2 separate regions of the Rattus norvegicus genome follow, and region 2 is linked to region 1. A link is a contact called in public Hi-C data. All regions are on one chromosome and are shown on one strand. The core of a region is the stretch at or near the end of the contact, and the rest is flanking DNA. Distances in the headings are between cores, read along the strand shown. Region 1 holds the start of Pick1 (protein interacting with PRKCA 1). Region 2 holds the start of Cby1 (chibby 1, beta catenin antagonist).

What was found. Hi-C and Micro-C count contacts between places; a contact is called where the count stands out from the background.
Region 2: a contact with region 1 is called in a Hi-C map of liver, with 2.7 times the contacts expected there. The contact joins the promoter of Cby1 here to the promoter of Pick1 in region 1. A contact is called at or near these places in 9 of 12 Hi-C or Micro-C datasets (the A7r5 cell line, the Rat2 cell line, frontal cortex and 5 more) and 1 of 1 datasets of contacts at active chromatin or transcription factors (oligodendrocytes).

The regions. Positions count from the first base shown.
Region 1 is chr7:112,674,348-112,680,475 of GRCr8, forward strand. Pick1 (protein interacting with PRKCA 1) reads left to right here and starts at 3,198. Exons shown (of 13, transcript NM_053460.2): 1 at 3,198-3,386; 2 at 3,564-3,667; 3 at 4,475-4,586. The coding sequence starts at 3,627. LOC134479937 (a long non-coding RNA gene) reads right to left here and starts at 5,592. Exons shown (of 2, transcript XR_010053884.1): 1 at 5,302-5,592; 2 at 2,538-4,773.
Region 2 is chr7:113,093,413-113,099,540 of GRCr8, forward strand. Cby1 (chibby 1, beta catenin antagonist) reads left to right here and starts at 3,900. Exons shown (of 5, transcript NM_145676.2): 1 at 3,900-3,943; 2 at 5,973-6,087. The coding sequence starts at 6,010. Fam227a (family with sequence similarity 227, member A) reads right to left here and starts at 3,456. Exons shown (of 18, transcript NM_001130581.3): 1 at 3,347-3,456.

The DNA.
Region 1 (6,128 bases), core at 1,948-4,447:
CTGTGTAATCTATGGGAATCCCACGGTCAGTGAAGGAACCCAGGAAGCTCTGAAAGAAGGTGGGGGAAGCACTTCATAACGTGCCAGGACATGATCTCTAAGCTGCTATTGTTATCGTGGTTATCGGTTTACACTACTGATGATCACACAGGGCCTCACACAGGTTATGTAAGAGCTCCACCACCAAGTCACATCACCAGACTTTTAAGCCCCATTATAAAGGGGGAAGAAAGGTGGTGGCGCGGGGCTGGGGATTTAGCTCAGTGGTAGAGCGCTTACCTAGGAAGCGCAAGGCCCTGGGTTCGGTCCCCAGCTCCGGAAAAAAAAAGAACCAAAAAAAAAAAAAAAAAGAAAGGTGGTGGCGCACACCTTTAATCCCCGTACTCAGACAGCAAAATCAAAGTTGATCTGAGTTTGAGGCCAGCCTGGTTTATAGATGGGGTTCTAGGACAGCCAGGGCTACACAGAAAAACCCTGTCTCAAAAAAAACAAAAACAAACAAACCAAACAAAAAAGCAGGGTGTGTGTGTGTGTGTGTGTGTGTGTGTGTGTGTGTGTGTGTGTGTGTGCTTTCCAGAAAAAGAACAAGAACATAGGTCTTGACTCAGGGACACCATGAAGGGATGTTGTAGGACAACACGTCATAGATCACAAATGATCCAGTCAGATGACTACTATCGCCAGAACTCAGAGAGACTGTGAACTGGAGCTATCTGGGAAAGCTTCCTGAGCTCGGCGACCTGGCGACCAAAGTGGGGAGAACGGCACAAGCATCTTGCACGAGCTTCTTGCACTTAACTAAGGAGAGGAACCTGGTGCTGGAGAGATGGCTCATCAGGTAAGAGCACTGACTGCTCTTCCAGAGTTCCTGAGTTCAGATCCCAGCAGCCACATGGTAGCTCACAACCATCTGTAAAGAGATCCGATGCCCTCTTCTGGTGTGTCTGAAGACAGCTACAGTGTACTTATATATAATAAATAAATCTTAAAAAAAAAAAAAGAGGGGGGCCTGGTTCAGCTTGAGGGTTAGTGGTTTAAAGAACACTCTAACCCCATCCTCTTACTCTTGACCTTAACAAACACTTGCTGGATGGGGCCATTTTCCTCATTTTATTCTTCAGGATGTAGAGTTAGCTATTGGCCTGCTTCAAATTCCCTGGTGTGAGCCAGGCCTCAGCCAGGGGTCAGCTGGCCTGAGTGTGAGCTAGGGTTTTGGGGGTGGCAGGAGGTAAGGAAGCCCAGAGTTGGGTCCCCAGATCCACAAACACCACCGAGGAGGCGGAGGCGGGAAGTCAGCTTGGGATACATGAGATCCTAATTCAAAAACCAAACACTCCAGCTGCAAAAAGAGCTTGGGGAAAGCAACTCGTGGCTCTGACACTGGGGCGGTGCTTCTCAGAGCCCTCTCCCCACCTACACAGAGTAGCTGGCAGGACCTCTGCCTCACACCCAGGTGAAAATGAGCATCTCTGACAGTGGTCTGAGTTGCAGAGCAGTGAGCACAGGAGATGTGGTTGTCATGCTGAGACTTAGCTCAGCTCCCTGCAGGCCTTGGGAGGGCTTCTTTAGGATATGTGACACCCCTGTGGAGGGCTCTGTGAACACCAAGGAAGCAAGGTGTCAATCAGGAGAGGCAAGGTAGCAGTTTGGTCCAAAGTAACTCAGTAGCCAGTATTGGTTCAAACTTTTGAGTCCCTAGCCCTGTGTAGTTTATTTGGGGCATATTTAAGCACAGCACAATTTAATGAAAAGTTTCCTGGTGGGCTGGAGAGGTGGCTCAGCGGTTAAGAGCACCCAACTACTCTTCCAGAGGTCCTGAGTTCAATTCCCAGCAACCACATGGTGGCTCACAACCATCTGTAAAGAGATCCGATGCCCTCTTCTGGTGTATCTGAAGACAGCTACAGTGTACTTATATATAATAAATGAATAAAAAAAGTTTCCTGGTGATAATTAACTTGATAGTGTGCACATCAAAGCTCAAGACACGACTACATTGAAACTCTTTGTAAAGTACAAGTGGTATCTTCCATAAAGATTTGGTCTACAGATTTACTGGGAAAAGTAGGTCAAGATAAGGGTTGGGGAAGTATACAGTGTGGTCTTGACCATGCAGACAGAGCTATTACCCAGCTATTAACCACATCTGTTCCCAGCCTTCTAGGCAGAAAACGGGTTATATATCTTATCATTAAGTGACAATCCTGTGATTAGCATTCCTGGTTCCCCTAGTGATTATCTATGAGCACCAGGGGCCTCCGTGCCTCCTCCACACTCCGCCCCCAGCTGAGGAAGGACACCGGTCCCACTCTGCCTAGATGAGGTGGTTGCTAGCACCGTGGTCCCTGGAGGGTCATTCTCTTGCAGTGAACCCATTGGACATAATCATTGGCACCGGAAGTTGGTAAGAAGATAAGATTGGAGCTCCCGAGCTGGGAAGCACTGATGGTGTTTGTTGAGCCTCAGGAACATGGGGCCGTATCTTCAATAGAACTCCAGGGCCCTTGGGACTAAGGAAGGAGGTTTGGTGTGAGAGATTCTTTGCCAAAAAAACTTTTACTGGATGGTAATGTTTGTGGGGGAAAGACGTCAAATCTGAAAGAGGCAAAATTCACAGCTCCGAATTTAGCGCAGATGTTCAAAGATCCCAGACTGGCGGAAGGGGTCTCAGGGCCAAGATCTGGATCTTACACCAACTGTTATTATGTCTGAAAAAAGTTACTCCCTTTCTCAGATACTTAATTTCTTTCTTTGTGAGACTGGGATTTAGCGGGAACCTTACAGCACTAACTAAAGCTTTGTAGTGGAGGAGACACAGGTTTTTCTTAGGAAGCGGTATTGAAAATATGAAAACCAAGGTCTTGAGGTTTGCAATTCACTGAACTTTCACTAGCCCCAGGATGCTTCCGTTGCCCCGGCAACCGCCCGGCTAAGTGGTCCCCAGAGTGTCGCTAAGGAAGCTGGGAAGAGCTCTGTCCTCTCCAAGATGGCGGCAACGACAAGGGCGGGGTCCGGAGCCGCCAGCATGTCTAAACCTTTTCCTCCTTTTCCTTTTTTTCATACTAACGGCGAGCTTCCATCAACACTTGTTCTTTTTCCTGGTTCAGAGAGTCCCGGAGCAGAGACAGAAGGGGTGCCCGCAGGGATTGGGGCAAATACCCAAGGGGAGAGGCGGGACTTCCGCGTCCAACCGGAAGTGACGCGACAGTCGCGGTCGCCGCCAGGTGGAACGGCAGGTGGGTTCAGGTGCCAGCCTGGCCCGGGCCTGGCTGTGGGACGGACTCTCTCGGTGAGCGACTGAAGCGGCTCCCAAGGGTCTGGAGACCGTGGGGCGGGCTCCAGAATCCGAGCCCATCGCCCTGGCCTGGGGTCCTCCCCTGTACCAAGTAAGAATCACCTACCCCCACACCCCCACGCCGCGCCCTTCCAGCCTGAGGCTCCCTCTCCCAGTCTAGAGGGGAGGGGACCAGAGGCCGGCTGTCCGGGTGGGGGAGGGGTGGGAGCTTGGGGCTGGCATCTGGGCATTTCAGTTCCCTGAAGCCCTGTGCTCTTTTCTCCGTCAGACCCAGTTTCCTATTCCCCTCCCGAACTGGGCAGTTAGCCAGTCGGCCCCAGCTCTCGGAACCATGTTTGCAGACTTAGACTATGACATCGAGGAGGATAAATTGTGAGTATATTCTTTCCCAAGACCTGAGAACTGAGGACCCAGTTCCCTCGTGTCCTTGGGTGCCCTGGCTCCACACATTCTTTCTTTTTAGTGTACGGGAGTAGAAATGGTCCCAGACATCCCAGTAGTAGATCACTTGTAGGGGGTTGTGACAGGTTAACAGATAACACGACTTGGGCCATGTGAACCCTGAAGGCATTATCCAGGTAATGCTAGGGTGGTCTGGGAAGGTGTTCCAAAGCAGGTAACAGAGCCAGGTTGCAAAAGCTGCATGGAATGCCACCATCAGACCTTCCTCCCAGCACAGGTGATTAGTAATCAGAAATCATATTTGTCTGACCCTTAGAAAGAATGAGCCATCTCCTGGCCTTGTGTGTCGTTAGTCCTTAATAAGAGGTGGGTAGCCGTTGGTTGTTAGGAAATTGGTCTTCAGTAACCAAGCTGACATCTGAACCTGTTCACCACAAGACAGCCTAAGTTGTATTGTGAGTGCTGGGGTGTCTGAGCAGGAAGATGGCTGGAAGATAGTTGAGTAACCTTCTAAAGGAAGGGGGTTGTCATGTCCTGCAAGTACCTGAGAAAGGTTACAAAAAGTTTCCTTGGAGTTTAGTCTCACTGCAGATTTTTGGCAACCCTGGCTTTGACCCCACCACTGACTCTTGAGCAGTTCTGGTACAAATTGCTCTTTCTGGATGAGAAAGGAAGAGGCTACTTTATATAGGTTGTTGGAGCTTTTCTGGACATGGGACCCTGCTCCTTCCAGTCAGCGTTTGACCAGAATTCACTGTCACTTGCTTCTCTTCCCAGAGGAATCCCCACTGTGCCCGGGAAGGTCACCCTGCAGAAGGATGCTCAGAACCTGATTGGCATCAGCATCGGAGGAGGGGCCCAGTACTGTCCTTGTCTCTACATTGTCCAGGTATGAAACATACGTTGGAGGTCAGGGTAAGGTCCTGGGTGGAGTGTCGCACCTCCCTTCGTGAGCATGTCAGAAAGAGGTTCATTTCTCCACTCCGAAAAAACACTAGCTCCAGAGGCTGGGAGAGGGCTGAGTCAGTAAAGTGCTTGCCATGTAAACTTGAGTAGCGGGGTTCACGTCCAGGCACCTGCGTAAAACACTGATGAGCTGGGTGTTCTTTCTTGTAACCATAGTACTGGGGAGGTGGCCACAGGTGGCCCTAGGCCACCTAACTTAATAGGTGAGTTTGAGGTGACAGATTTCCTGCGCACACCCCTGCCGCCCAACAAAAAGGTGGTTAGTACCTGAGGAATGAAAGCAAAGAGTGGCTGTCCTGCACACACATATGCATACATACATGCATACATAGTATGCATGTGCATACATACATAGTATATACGTACATTTGCATACATAAATGCACACAGACACATACCTGCATTTGCCAACAGATAAAGGTCGATCTTGTTTCTTTAAAATTTTACGATTGCATTTGCATGCGTGTGCTTGATGTGTGTATATGAGTGTGTATATGTGAGTGTGGGCTCACTCTTATCAGTCACACACTGGTCAGAGGACAGCCCTCAAAAGTCAGTTTCCTCCTGTGAGACCCCCCATTTGAAATCAGGCCATCGGGCTTGCACGGTCGACACTTTACCCCGCCAAGCCATCTTACCTGCCCTGCCTGAGGTCTGGTCTTAGCAACACTGCCCGGTGCTCTTGAGTGGGGATGGTCCCCACTTCCTTTTCTACCTGTTCTTCCCTCCCAGCTTGTTCTGATCTTGCTACCTGGCAGACGCTTGTCGGCCTCACACTGAAGTTAGTGCTGGTTACTGCCTGGTGTGTAACATACTCAGTAAAAATGTCTCAAATGAGTTTTGTTTGCTGAAGGGGGAAGGCTGTGAGATAACAATGTCTCTGTTGGGTGTGGTAGCATCACACCTGCAGTCTCTACACTTGGGAGGTGGCAGCGGGGAAGGTCAGCAATTCAGAGACCTGCTGGGCTACACAGTGAGTTTGATACCAATGTGGGCTGCTAGAGACCCTGTCTCAGCAAACAGACAAGCAGAGTAGTAGCCCAAGGTTTGTATGTGAATGGCCCTGAGTACCAGTGAGTTTCTTAATCACTCTGGGCCTCAGTTTGCTTATGTGGTAAGTGAGGATTTAAAAATAGGTAACCCAGGTTTGATTCCCAGCATCCACATCAGACAGTTCACAACCACCTGTAAGTCAAGTTCCATGGGATCTGATGCCCTCTTTGGCCTCCTGCCCCTGCATGCATACAGTGCACAAATGTTTACTCATATACATTACATACATAGACATGAAATTATAAAATTAAATATTGAAAACCTCTATGGAGCTACAGGAGACCCCATTTCAAAAGAAACAAAACCAAGTAAACTAATGAAATGAAATATGTAAGCACAAATATCTTTGCATTCTTGGGAAAACGGAGCGGAATGGCAGTGGGGCCAGGTGCTTCCCAGGTGGCAGCTGTGA
Region 2 (6,128 bases), core at 2,650-5,149, 420 kb after region 1:
CAGAGTCCAATGCCGATGACCCGGCAATAACGAAGGCCAGAGCCTTAGGTCTTGTCCCCAGGCAGATCTTTAATAATGACAAGAGCAAAGACGGAGCTTCATGGAGACACTAACCCAGGTCTCCTTAACATAGTCCTTCCTGCACCCCACTCCCCCAATTCAGTCTTCCTCTCCACTCTCTTCTCCCCGGCCAGGCATCCCAGAGGCCTGGCCCACGGACTTGTCCCAGTTTCCTGTCATGATATACTCTTTAAAAAATATTTTTATTAATGGGGAAGAGCACAAGACCCTGGCGCACACGTGGAGATCAGAAGACGACAACCTCAGGGAGTCAGCTTCCTCCTGCTGCCTGGCCCAGCGATAGAGGCCAGGTTGCCAGGCTTGTGTGGTGAGCATCTGTCCCTGCTGAACCGTCTAGCTGGCCCTTATGCCCTATGCCTCTGCACATGAGGGTCCTTCCATGGACTTGGCCCTTGTGTAATACATCATCTTTTGAAAGACCTTCTAGAAGATCATTATTCCAGGCCCCCAGAACCATGATTCTTTTTTTTTTTTTCCCGGAGCTGAGGACCGAACCCAGGGCCTTGCGCTCTACCACTGAGCTAAATCCCCAACCCCCAGAACCATGATTCTTTTACATGTCTACTTTCAACTGTTACAACACTTGATATATAAAGTCGGCAGGCTTGGGCTACCTAGCCAAATCCTGTCTCGAGAAAGAAAACCTGAACTGGACTGACTTACTTCTATGTCTTTCTCCATTGGGACAATTACTGGGGGGAGGGAGAGCTCACTAGGGTTAGAGTAACCACTCAGTACTTGTTTGTCCTTGGAAGAAGATGTCTATCACACACTGCTCTGTAGGAGCACCCGGTCCTTGTGCTCACAGCTAAGCTCTGGGAAAGCCAGGAGGGTAAACACAGAGGTTGTCTCTTCGAATCGTATACAATCTATTTTCTCACCAGAAGGCACTGGCATAGTTCATTGGCCTGGTGCTAACTGTGTGACCGGGCCGTACGGATCCCCCAGTCCCTTTCTTGACCTTGCCTGTTCAGAGGTTTATAGCGCTATCCTCCTCCACACCCTTACCACACTTCCTTATCCTCAGCCTGTTTTCTCGTTATCCATAAAACCTTCCATTCTTGTGGAAGGGCTCGCCTGTACTTCACTTTGTACATCGCTTTGAGCTTTGTTGTGCTCATGGGATTGAAATTTATCACCCGGAATCTTTCTTCTTTCTTTCCCTTTTTTTTTTTTCTCTTAAAGATGCCTAAAATAAATTCAGGGTCAGACTCGAAGTTTGAACCGAGTCTGATCATTACTCTGCTGGCCTTGATGGCAGCAAAGATCCCTCCCATCTGCCCCATCCCCGACCCCTGCACTGCTCCAACCGTTTCCGGCTCTCTGCTCCTAGTGGTTAGGCTCTCAGGCCAAGCGGGGGTGAGCAGAGGCAGGTGCACCTCAGGGCTTCTCATTGTCCTCCTACCTACTCCCCAGGATGGCTGGAAAATTACACTATGTTCTCTGGGAAGCTAGGCTCCGATGACTCTGTCAGGAAGTTTCTAGCTTTAGCCTAATGCTATTACTCACACCTAATGTGAGAACTGAGTAGCTTCTAAAGAGGAATGTTTACAATACACACACTGCTCCAGGCTGAATTCTCCTTCATACCATTTAAGGATTTGTGTGCTCTGGAGCCCAGTAAGTTTTCTGCCGTTGCCTGCAGAGGAGGGAAAGCGAGCTCCATTGAAAGCCGAGCTATGGCAAGCATAGGGCCAGGTGCTGGGGTGGGTGAGTGGGAGCTGAGGAACCTTTCCCCTCGGGGCATTATTTAGGGGGGTGGTTGACTATCCCAACTCAGAGTTAGCATTGGATAGCTCTCGAAATGCAGACTGCGGTACTGGACCTCTGTTCACCGTCAACTTTCAGCCACTTGATGACTATTTACTGAGGACCTTCCACAGACCAGAAAGTGTGCTCCAACTGGGCATAGAATGGTAAACTGGGCCAGACAGGATGCATGGCCCTAGTGGGGCTAATGGGGTAGACTTGTAAAATTAAAGTACATAATTATAAAACATAGGTCATAAAAATTATGCATGTGATGATGAATTATAACTCCCTACTGCTCCCAAAGAAGAACAGGATTATGAGATGGCAATGTGGCTTTGTTTCTTGTTTTGAGGCAGCGTCTCACCACGTAGCCCTGGCTGGCCTGGCACTTGCTATGTAGACCAGGCTGGCCTACAACTTACAGAGATCCTCCTGCTGCTGCCTCTGGACTGCTGCAACAGTTTGTTTTGACCTAGTTACAGAGATCAAGGTGAGAAGGAAGAGAAGGAGTTAACTGGTTGAAGGGGAGAAGAAACGCCACCCAGACAGAGGACAACAAGGTTGGAAAGGCGCTCCTTGGACGCTGCCCAGGCCCATTGCCACTAGTCACACAGGGAAACAAAGTCCTTAAGTTTGGCTAGCGTGACTGAAGAAGGTAAAATTTCTTTTAAAATTAAAAACAAACATGTGGTAAAATTTAAGATATTTGTTTAATCATGTTTTGGACAAACCCAGTTAAATGCAATAATACTCAAGTTAATTTTATCTGTTTTGAATTGACCTTTAAAAGCACAGGGCTGGGTATGGTAGCCCTAGCCTTTAATCTGAGCTCTCTGGAGACAGAGGCAGGAGGGTCTTTTTAAGTTGGAGACCAGCCAGAACTACATGGTGAGCCCCAGTCTCAAATCTCAAACAAATGAAGCAAAACAAAAGAGTAGGGGTCTGAAGCCAGGCTGGGTGTGTGTCTGTAATTCCAGCACTGAGAGGCTGAGGCAGGAGGATGAGATAGGAGTATCCAGTGAGACCTTATCTCAAAATATGAAAGGTGCTTCAAGGATATCACCGGAATCAGCGTGCACAAGGCTCTGCATTCAACATCCAAAAACTGCTAGAATGATCGCAATTTACAAACGTGCTCTGCTTTGTGTTTCTGTAGTGATTGCTACACCAGATATGGTGGGTTTTGATGTGGAATTCTCTCTTCGAATGCTGTGTGACGAAGGTGGAGGAAAACTGTTTGGAGGCATAGAACGCTCATCCCTGTCATTTATGGCTGGGATGACCTCGTGCACCCACTAGGCAGATAGGAAACGCCTTCTGAATGGCCCATTTCTTCATTTACCGAACTGAGCTACAATACCGGCCCTTAGAACTGACTCTCCAGTTTCTCTGCCCCTTGTTCACTAGGCGACCTTCCCTGAACCTCAGTTTCCCTTGCTTGTGGGAGTGTGGAGGAGGCAGGCCTGGCAGGAGCCAGTTTGCTATTGGCAGGGAGTCGTCGTGCTTGTCTTACCTGAAAGCTTCGGCAGAATCCCAAAGCCTCAGGGCGAGTTCCGCCACCCGCCCCTCGGGCGACCCGACCAAGCTCCGGATGGCCGCCGGCATCCGCGACCCCAAACCGCCGGGAAGGGGCGCGGTTTGCTTTGTGGCCGGGGCGGGGGAGTCGCAGGTCGGGCCATTTTGCTACTATGAGTCCAGCCAGGGTTACCACGTACTCCTTTAACACAACAAAGCAGCTCTCAGCCTGCCTTGTTGCCAGTGTACACGGTTACTATGGCGACAGCGGCGACCCGGGGACCAGACCAACACGTTTAGGGGGCACGCCTCTCCCGGCCTATGCCACAAGGCTTTGTGTGTATCTCCAGAAGACGTGCTCGAGGCTTTCCTCTATTCATGAACCCGAGGGAGACTCAGGGGACCTCGCTGCTTCTCGGAGGCTCGTCTCGGAGGTGGTTTTCCCTCTGTCCTCAGTGGTAGAAACCAGAGAAGCCGCGCGTGCGCACGATGGGGAGCCGGGTGCCAGCCAATCGCGGTCGCGGCAGTTGACGCGGCCTGGGCGGATCCTTGCAGAACCCTGAGGGCTAGCTCTGGACTCTGGCTTTGCACACAGGTACATCTGGGAGCAGCGTGCGGATACCCGTATCAGTCGTGGTGGGTGGGATGCCTGGGTACCCCTGGAGAGGATAGCGGGCAGGCCCGGTGGTGGCGTGCTCCCCTGGTGCATCTTGCGACGGTGACTCGGAGATGGTGTTTTGACCCATCCTTTGAAGGTCTTCTAACCGGTACTGAACTCTTAGGTGCTGTGGCCCGTGAGCCTGCAGACGCGAGACTGGCTGGCTCTTAACTTTTTCGAGACACGTTCCCTTTGAGAATCCAGTGAAAACCAAAGATGCTTCCTTTAATTTTTTTTGTCAGAAGGAAGATAATGTGTTTTATAGCCCGATGCAAACTAAAGCTTCGCACAATAAGTGCAGTTTCCTGAAAAGGGAGACAAGTCGATCTACTTCCCAGGGTCGTGCTGAGCATCTGATGTCCCAGTAATTTGTAAACATGAAAGCACTCTTAACCTGCGAGCTTGGTGCTGTTCTTTGTGATTATAAGGGACTCAAGGGATGGAGGGATGGCTCTGAGACACAGAGAACCGGTTGTTGTTGCAGAGAATCCGAATTCGATCCCCAACTCACAAACGCCAGTAATTCTAGTTCCAGGAATCCGCAGACACAAGGCACGACGCTCGGAGGGTGAGCAACAGTGTTGGTTGGAAACCAGGTACAAGCCCTTAACTTTCTTGGCCCTGGGTCCTCTATGAGAGAGCTTCACTAAAGAATCCTAGGATCTCAGCAGAATCGCCTATCCAGCCATCCAGAGGTCTTGCAGCTGCTGATATGGGAGCATCTTTCTGGGCACTAATATGTCCTGTGCCTTGAAGGGTGTGTGTGTGTTTAAAGAGTCTGTGAGGGGGCCTGGGGGAAAGGCTCAGTGAATGTGGGTACTTACTGCTCAAGCATGAGGACCTGGATTCAAGTCCCCCAACGTCTCGGTCAAAAGCTTGCTAAGGACTCTGACACGTGCAATTCTAGGACTGCTGGCGGCAGAGACAGGTCTGCTGGTACTTGCTGGTCACCAGTGTAGCTCCAGGTTCAGTGAGATACCCCGTCCAAAGGGAATCCAAGAGGACACCCGATGTCCCCGTCCAGACCCTGCATCTTACACACATACGTATTCATAAAGCACACGCATACCCCCGCACATATGCACGCATACAGCACAGAAGCACACACGTTGAAAAAACAAAACCTGCCATGAAGCCTTGTGGTTTTATGACTTCTCTTTACTTGTTTTACTTAAAAGCTGGCCTCTTTCCCGAGCCTACGTGATGTTACGGATTTTATGAGGGGGGTTTTGTGCTGTGATTAAAACTAGTGTGCTGAGTGTCATTGTCAGCGCCATCCTGGGCTGGCTCTCTCCTTAAGACCTCACCAAGTCAGGTGACTTGACACACGGACTGAGTTATAAGTACCACTCTCGATCCGGGAGTGAAATCCGAGTATCGCTTCATGGCTTTAGAATGACGTCTATGCAGAAGTTAGCGTTCCTGGTGCTGCTCTTACTGTCTGACAGGAATAGTAGAAATATCCTCCCGTGCGCCACACGATGCCAACGGGTGACAGAGTTGCCTGAGGTTAGCATCACTGTGAAGCCACTCGAACTTTGGTTCCAATGCCTGTTCCCACTGAAGACCTTGGCTGTCCAAATGTCACCAATCAAATGGGGTGAATAGGAGGGGCGCGTCGAGGAGTAGTTGAGTTAAATGAGATTATGCAAAGACCTTAGCACACACTTCCTGGTACACAGGAAGCACCCAGCACATGGGTGCTCCTACCTGTTAGGACTTCAAGTCTTCTTTTTTTTTTTTTTCCGGAGCTGGGGACCAAACCCAGGGCCTTGTGCTTGCTAGGCAAGCGTTCTACCACTGAGCCAAATCCCCAGCCCCGACTTCAAGTCTTCTTTTACTGTTCTGTCTAAAGGGATGACTGTTCCCAGAAGGTATTGCCAGGATTGGTAATCCTCAAGGGGTAAGATGTTCTCATGGTAAGAGAACAATGAAGTGAGGTCCCTTTTTTTTTTTCTGACTTTAGGAGAAAGAAGTGCCAGTGTCTCCTCATTGAGTCAGGGATGCCTCTCTTTGGGAGCATATTCAGCCCGAAGAAGACTCCTCCTCGGAAGTCGGCCTCTCTCTCTAACCTGCACTCTGTGAGTGGAGACTTGGGGTGGCATGAGTGGTCTCTCGGTAG